2 separate regions of the Capsicum annuum genome follow, and region 1 is linked to region 2. Evidence: chromatin contacts called from public Hi-C data. All regions are on one chromosome and are shown on one strand. The core of a region is the stretch at or near the end of the contact, and the rest is flanking DNA. Distances in the headings are between cores, read along the strand shown.

The links. A called contact is a pair of places that touch in the nucleus more often than the background predicts.
Region 1: a contact with region 2 is called in a Hi-C map of bud, with 5 times the contacts expected there. The contact joins the promoter of LOC107867632 here to the enhancer-like site in region 2. A contact is called at or near these places in 5 of 5 Hi-C or Micro-C datasets (bud, leaf, pericarp and 1 more).

Annotation. Positions count from the first base shown.
Region 1 is chr4:190,027,761-190,031,414 of UCD10Xv1.1, reverse strand. It overlaps LOC107867632 (cellulose synthase A catalytic subunit 2 [UDP-forming]), which reads right to left and starts at 1,448. Exons shown (of 13, transcript XM_016713959.2): 1 at 1,032-1,448; 2 at 103-516; 3 at 1-23. The coding sequence starts at 1,112.
Region 2 is chr4:189,951,212-189,954,735 of UCD10Xv1.1, reverse strand. No RefSeq gene overlaps it. Among protein-coding and RNA genes, the nearest start is that of TRNAY-GUA, 4.4 kb to the left of the region's middle. Within about 2 kb of position 2,160, at least 5 of the 5 cell types and tissues checked have an H3K27ac peak or open chromatin away from gene starts, as enhancers often do. A contact at or near this core is called in bud, leaf and pericarp, where this site is marked.

The DNA of each region.
Region 1 (3,654 bases), core at 199-2,698, 77 kb before region 2:
TTATCAGCTGAAATTGTATCATCCTACACAACAAAATTACAACTATTTAGCTAAAATTCAAGAGACTGAGAACCAAAAACATGACAATCTTGAGGCATTTACCTCTTGACCATAAGTAAGAAGTGGGATTTCAGAGTTAAGGGCAGCAGGATCTACTTCTGCCGGGGTATTAAGACCAGAAGCATTATAATTGTTAGCGCGGCCAAGGCGAGCAGCTAGTGCAGCCTCAGAAATATGTCTAGGGGTGCCATCATAATCAAATTCATGATCTAAGTCATCAAATTCATCCTCTTCATCATCTCCATCGACTCTGGGACTCCCTTTAATGCGTTTATACCTAGTCTTACATTGAGGACAAGCTTGATTCCCTTCTCTCCTTTCATACTCATAGCAAGGTCTACAAACAGGAAATGCACATTCATTGCAAGCAACAAATGGCTCCCCATCTACTGTAACTTCAATCTCATCTCCACAAATCTGGCAAATCTGTCCACTTAATTCTTTCACAGAAGTTACCTGTAATCAACACACAATTAACAATAAAGTTTAAAACCTCCTTAGATCAAGAACTGGAATCCACAACACCAATTCAGATATTTGTACAAAGAAACACACTTGGACATGTTAAAGGCTTGCCTAATAAAGAATGCCACAGATAAGAAAATCATTTCAGCTTAAAAAGTGGTGGACATAAAGATCCAATATTCACAGGTTTAAATCTTGATATTGCAGATTTACTCCAGGATACAGCTGAACTGAAGAACTAGAAGACAGCCCCCCACCCCCACCCCCCCCACATCTGTACAAAATCCAAGAATCTAGCAAAACGGAAAGAAAAGTTTGAAACTTTATCCTCAAAAATGGCACCTTTTTAGCACAGAAACTGGGAATGAGCAAATGGTAACTTCAAGAAGCAGCAAAATATGGTCAAAAACAACGCACCACCGACAAAAAAAGAACAACTCAGAAAGCCTGAAAGCTTGTTGAAATCACTCAAAATTACTCTAAAAACAGAAAAAAAAGATACATACTCTTCCAACTTCATCAGCATTGATAAGAACAAACTCATTTCTATTATGTGAACCAGCAATAAGCCTCCCTTTAGTATCCATTGACTCAGTCCACAATCAAGAATGGAGATGAACAAAATATTGAACAAAATACCCTTCTCAGTTCAAGCACATTAGAGGCCACTACTATTAGACATTCAAGAAAAGCACTACTACTACTACTACCCTTTACTCTTCTTCTTGTTCTTCTACAACTCTCTTTTATGAGACTGCTTTTAAACACCCCATTACAAGTAAACAACAACTACCTCTTTCCTCTATTTAGAGAAATGAGTAATAATGAGTGAAAATGATGTATAAACATACACATACAAACATATCAGTATTATAGTAATAATGTATGTATTAGGTGTACAAAATTTTGTGTTTGTGTGGTGGTGGGAAGTGGGGGTGGGGGGAATATTATTATACAACTGGAAAATGGAAATTTTTTTTTATTTTTTTTTTGAGAAAAAGAATAGAATTGGTAATGTGAGTAAAAAGACTCTTTTGGGTTTTTGAGATTCTTTCCTTGAAATTTGAGAGAAATTCCAAGTGGATATAAAATCTAATATAATTGGGTTTTACTCTTTTTTCCTTGATAATTTTTAGAGTGAAGGGTGAAAAACATACACAGTAAAATCTCTTTGTAGTGACCCTGTTGTCTAAACATTTCATAGGCGCTATAAAGAGGTGCAGTGCTATATCATTTACCTATATTACTATTTAACTTTTAGATCTCATTTAACTGTTATAAACAAAAGTAAGCATAATTATAAAGAATATGAAATCTATACAATACTAAAAGTGTCAAGAGACTTAGAAATATTATTTGAACTTTAATCATTTATTAAAAGTCTTTGTTTTAGATAAAATCGTTTTTTCGCTATTTTCCTAATATTTAAGAGTTGAAAATTAATTAAATATTTATAGTAAAATATTTTCTTATTAGAAGTTATCAAAATTAATGACAACTAATACCTTTTTCAATAATTTAAGAATTTCAAATCATCTAAAGTTGATTTTAAGAAGATCTGAAAAATCTAGAAATAAATATGAAAGCATTGGAATAAGAAAAATGAGAAGGACTAAATTTTAAAAAGTTTTAAGTAAATAATCAAAGATTTTCCAAAGATTTAACTTTAAAAACAATAAAAGATTTTAAATATAGAAAAAAATAAGAAAAAATAATTATTCTGCAAATATGGTTAAAATCAATCCGTCTCTCCTAGCCTCTAGTAGCAAGGAAAAGAGGTATCGTATGACATACGCAAAAGTGATAATTCATTAACCACTTGAAACTTCTAATGGTAAAATATACATGTGCTTACAATAAAATATATGATATGTTATGTTTATACTATTATATTAAAGTATGAAGGATTTTTGAGCAATGATTTGAACTTTTTACACTTCATTAAAAATCTTCGCAATAGATAAAATCGTCTAATTTTAAATAATCAAAGGTCACGTGCGAGGCACATGCGGTTAAACTAGTATTAAAAAGAAACATAAGTAGTTTTTTCCTCATGAAGTTATGAAATAACTGATGTACACCATTTAAATATAATTTTTCATTAAATTTAAATACTCACACTTGAAATTTATTGTGTACATGCCATAAATGATGATTATCATAAGTATTTTGATATTTTATTTTATACATAATATATTTCTTACAAAATATTATTACATAATATTTGCATATATTGTTATAGAGAGGTAACTTTACAAATAGTGTATCGTCATAATTAACGTCATTGTTGTTACAGGTGAAATGTCGTTATAGAGAAGTAAAATATAATATAAAAAATTAATTTCGGAGAAAATCAGGCCGCTATAGTGAAAATCGTTATAACAAGGCAACGTTATAGAGAGGTTTAACTATAGTAGTTTAAAGTATTCCAATTTTTTGAAGGGTGAATTTTTACTTCGAAAAAGTAAACAACTAATAGTTTGTGCGTGTTTTGATAAATAGTTGATGATACTTAAATACTTTTGATACTTCATAATAAACTCAAAAATCAAAATACTTTAAGGATTTTTTTGGTAGGGTGTATAAAAATAGTGTAAGATATGGTATATTAGTAATGCTTACGTTAGTTATGCTTACATTTTTCTTATGCGTGTTTGATTTGGTATATTAAAAATAAAGTGAATTGAATAATTTCTAAAAACTATTTGTTTACAAAAATATCCTCTATAAACATGATGGAAAAGATGTGAAAAAAAATCTGAGAGACCATTGTGACTTTAACCATATCATGCATTAGAATCCATTATATTAATAATACAATGAATTTTCATGTACTAACAATACAAACCTTAATACCAAATAAAGTACAATTATACATAAAATAAAAGAGTATCAAATAAAATATTAACAATAAACAAGTTAATACATATATTGTTTTTACTAATAATACTATTCTACCAATAGATCGCTAAATGGATTTTGACTGCTAACTCGAATTTTTATATGATGATGAGCTGGATCTATGAGTGAATGAAGGAGGGGGGATCCACCAAGTGGAAAGTACAAGGCGTGATGCACAAGGGACAACAGATATCTGTTTGATCATGATGATTTAAAGAAAATGGGATG
Region 2 (3,524 bases), core at 911-3,410:
TAACAACAACAACGAAAACAAACCCAATGTATTCCCACATAGTGGGGTCTGGGGAGGGTAAAATGTATGCAGTCCATACACTACCTCCGGAGAAGTAGAAAAGTTGTTTTCGATAGTATTTATAATAATAATCACATTTTTATAATATGATCTATTTGTCTATACAAACTGAAAAGACAAATAATCAAATCGAAACCTAAAGTCTATAAAATTGACAAAATATTTGTCTTATTTGGGACAGTGTAAATAGCAAATGTAAAGCAAAAAATTAACTGATTTCCAACAAAATTCGTAAAAATTAGGTTCTTCGATAATGTTTCAATGAAATTTTTCTTCAAAAATCTCTTACTAACAAGTCAAATTCCAGTGGGACGCCCATAAAAATTATCCTTTTTGAGTAGTAGCTTTAACATTAAAAGTGACATGGGAACTGCAACCTCGAAATCTTAGATCCGCCTCTGGAGGCTACGGAGTCAGACTAGACTGAAGATGAGGTATGTTTGAGACAGAAGATGATGCAAATAATATGAAATATCACTTATGATCTTTGTTGCTCGGACTCTTCAAAAATGTCTACGGATATATGTCGAAACTTTCAAAAATAGTATATTTTTTAAGAATTCGACATAGATACGACAACATTTTTGAAGAATTCGAATAACTTAAATATATTTCCTACTTACGACTATAAAAATCAACTATGTAAAATTGGAAAAATATTTTCCTCTGTACCGACCTTAACCTACATTGTTTTGTTTGTTTGTCAGAGGATATGCTTGTGGGAGATGTGGAGGGTACTTGATAAGTAGGGGTTTCACCAATGTCTCGAATTCCAAGAGAATGGTTCAGTAAGCATACTCTGCAAGCCTTGAACACCTTGTTGTGTCTTGTTATGCCAGCAACTCTTTGTTGTCCTTTACATCACATGCCATGTTATTTTGTACACCCATCAGTCTTTGTTTCCTCCAACTCATCAGCACAAATACTCCTCCATACAATATCTATGCTACTTGGACAAGTGGAACTACACTAGTGGTAGTATTTTTAATTTGTTTCTTTTGGTACCCCTAATTAGTGAGAGAGCTAGTCTAGGATTACTGAGAAGTAATCACTTTCTCTCTAGGAGGCATTTCATTTGAGGTACTTAATGGGCCTCTTAACTTTGAAACACAAATGTTGGGCTTAAATTGATCCATATAGCAACTTGCAAGCTAGTTATCATACACGCACTCTAAATTAAATAAATCTTGATTACTAGCATAAGAGCGCCTATCGGTGATTTATAAAAATAACGACCCTGGTGGTGGATCGATTTGAAATTTTAACCTCATTTGTCTTATGCGCAAAATTTCATGCAAATTTAACTTCTCAATATGACCTACTCGATCAACCCTAGAACGAGAAGGCGTGTGTGTAACTTCTCAATATGACCTACTCGATCAACCCTAGAACGAGAAGGTTTGTGTAACTTCTCACTATGACCTACTCGATCAACACTAGCTTTCAACTTGAGTCTCAAGTTAAATCCGTCTTTGGTCTCTGTTAGGATTGCAAAGAAAAAAAAAAGAGTACCTTTAATAGTAATACTTCTTGTGCACTAAAGTACTACTAGCATATCATATTAGTTGGTGATCTCGATCCAAAGTAAGTCTTTTGTTCCGTGAAGAAATTGTAGGCTCTTACATACTTGTCTATATATATGGACCAAGGAGAATAGCACTCTACAAAGTACATTTCATCCACACATGTTGAATGAATGTAGGTTCCAGCTTGAGGTCATAAATCAAGCCTAAGAACGTCACATTTACAAGGAGACAAACAAAGTGATGACTAACTAGCTTGAGAGCTATGAAAAAAATTGGGATTTCTCATGGCTTAGATGAAAGAAAATATTGTGTTTTGGAATTCATCTCTCTTAAGCTTTATCTCAACTCTACAAAGACTATTTAGGGATTAATATTTTGATATCCATTCCAGATATAATTCACCACCTTATCTATCTTTAATTAAGAAAAATGTACCTTAACTAATGGGTCGTTTGGTTGGGCAGACAAATGGTATATTCAATTTTTCATAAAGGATGGCTGGGTTAGGTTGTGAAGTAGGAACCATATAGGCATTTGAGCCCACTAATCTTTAGAAATGGAATAAAGTTATAGGCCCCCATGGCCATGCTCCATTCTGGTACTATTGATACATTAGGTAGGTGAGTTCTCTAGGACCAGATTTAGCCATATAGGTGGTAGGCCAGGTTCCTTGGACTACTGAAGGAATTTTTCTACTATGGGTTGGGTTTTAGGCTTGTCTTTGGGTCCGCAAATACAGTGCTCGTCCTCATCGGCTCACTGTTTCATGCCGCTCCATTCAAGCTCGAATTGCCTTAGCGTTACAAAAATTATTCTGATGAGTCCTCATTGGATCAGTATTCGTATCGACAACATCGCTCCATTTAAGCTAATCTCCCGCTAATATTATAAAAATTAGTTTCTCTGGCACTACAAATTCTCCACATATCTTACTATGACCAAAGACTTCTAAATACACATTGGACCTGAAAGTAAACATGCTAACATGATTAAAACTTACTAAAATTTACATATATACACCAAATAAAATTACCTTATTACATAATATACCAATTTGGTAAAGTATTTACACATATCTCAAAATATTTACACAAATTCCTTTATTTTCAATTTTCTTTCTCTTAAACATTATACATCTCTCAACAGATTTTCTCATCCATATTTTACTCCCCCATATCTTCCCACAACACTCGATTTTTACTCCATAATTGAATCCCCTTATTTCGGCAAAATTCAAGAATCGTATATCTGGGGGTTACAATTTGTAAGTTTGAAGATTTTTCTTTTTTTTTTTCAACTTTTTCAATTTTTGAATTTGACCGTATATTGTTGTCGTTGCATGTTTGTTTTACCATATTTTGCAAGTATTTTCAAGTTTCGTAGTTCGATTTTTATGTTTCTTCACATAATACAAGTTCGATTCTTGAATTGTAGATTTTTTTTTTTTTACATATTTTTGTATTTTTCAGTTTATTTTATGAATGCTTGTTTGTTTATAAGGATTTACCACATCTTTGTAAGTATTTTCAAGTTTCGTAGTTGATTCGGGTTAATCGAATTTACTGAAAAAAAATTCTAATTGCGAATGGATTCTTGTCCTAACTTTAGTTTAGGACTTAGTCAGTTAGATTCTAAAAAACAAGATATACCTGTTGGGTTTGTTCCTGGTACATTTGATTGGAAGAACCCAATTTGGCAGAGAATCGTTCAAAGCATCGAACGACCCCACAACAATGAAGAGATTGAAGGAAGCGGCCACTTCCAAATCAAAGAAATCAAGTTAAAAAACGGATAGGAAGTTTGATAATTTCGGTAGACCACGTCTTCCGAAGGTATTGATTAAACATTATACTTTACTTACGTTGCAATATTATTGTATAATATAGTGGAACATACAATTTTGTGCAACACCTATATATAATATTACTATTATGTTAT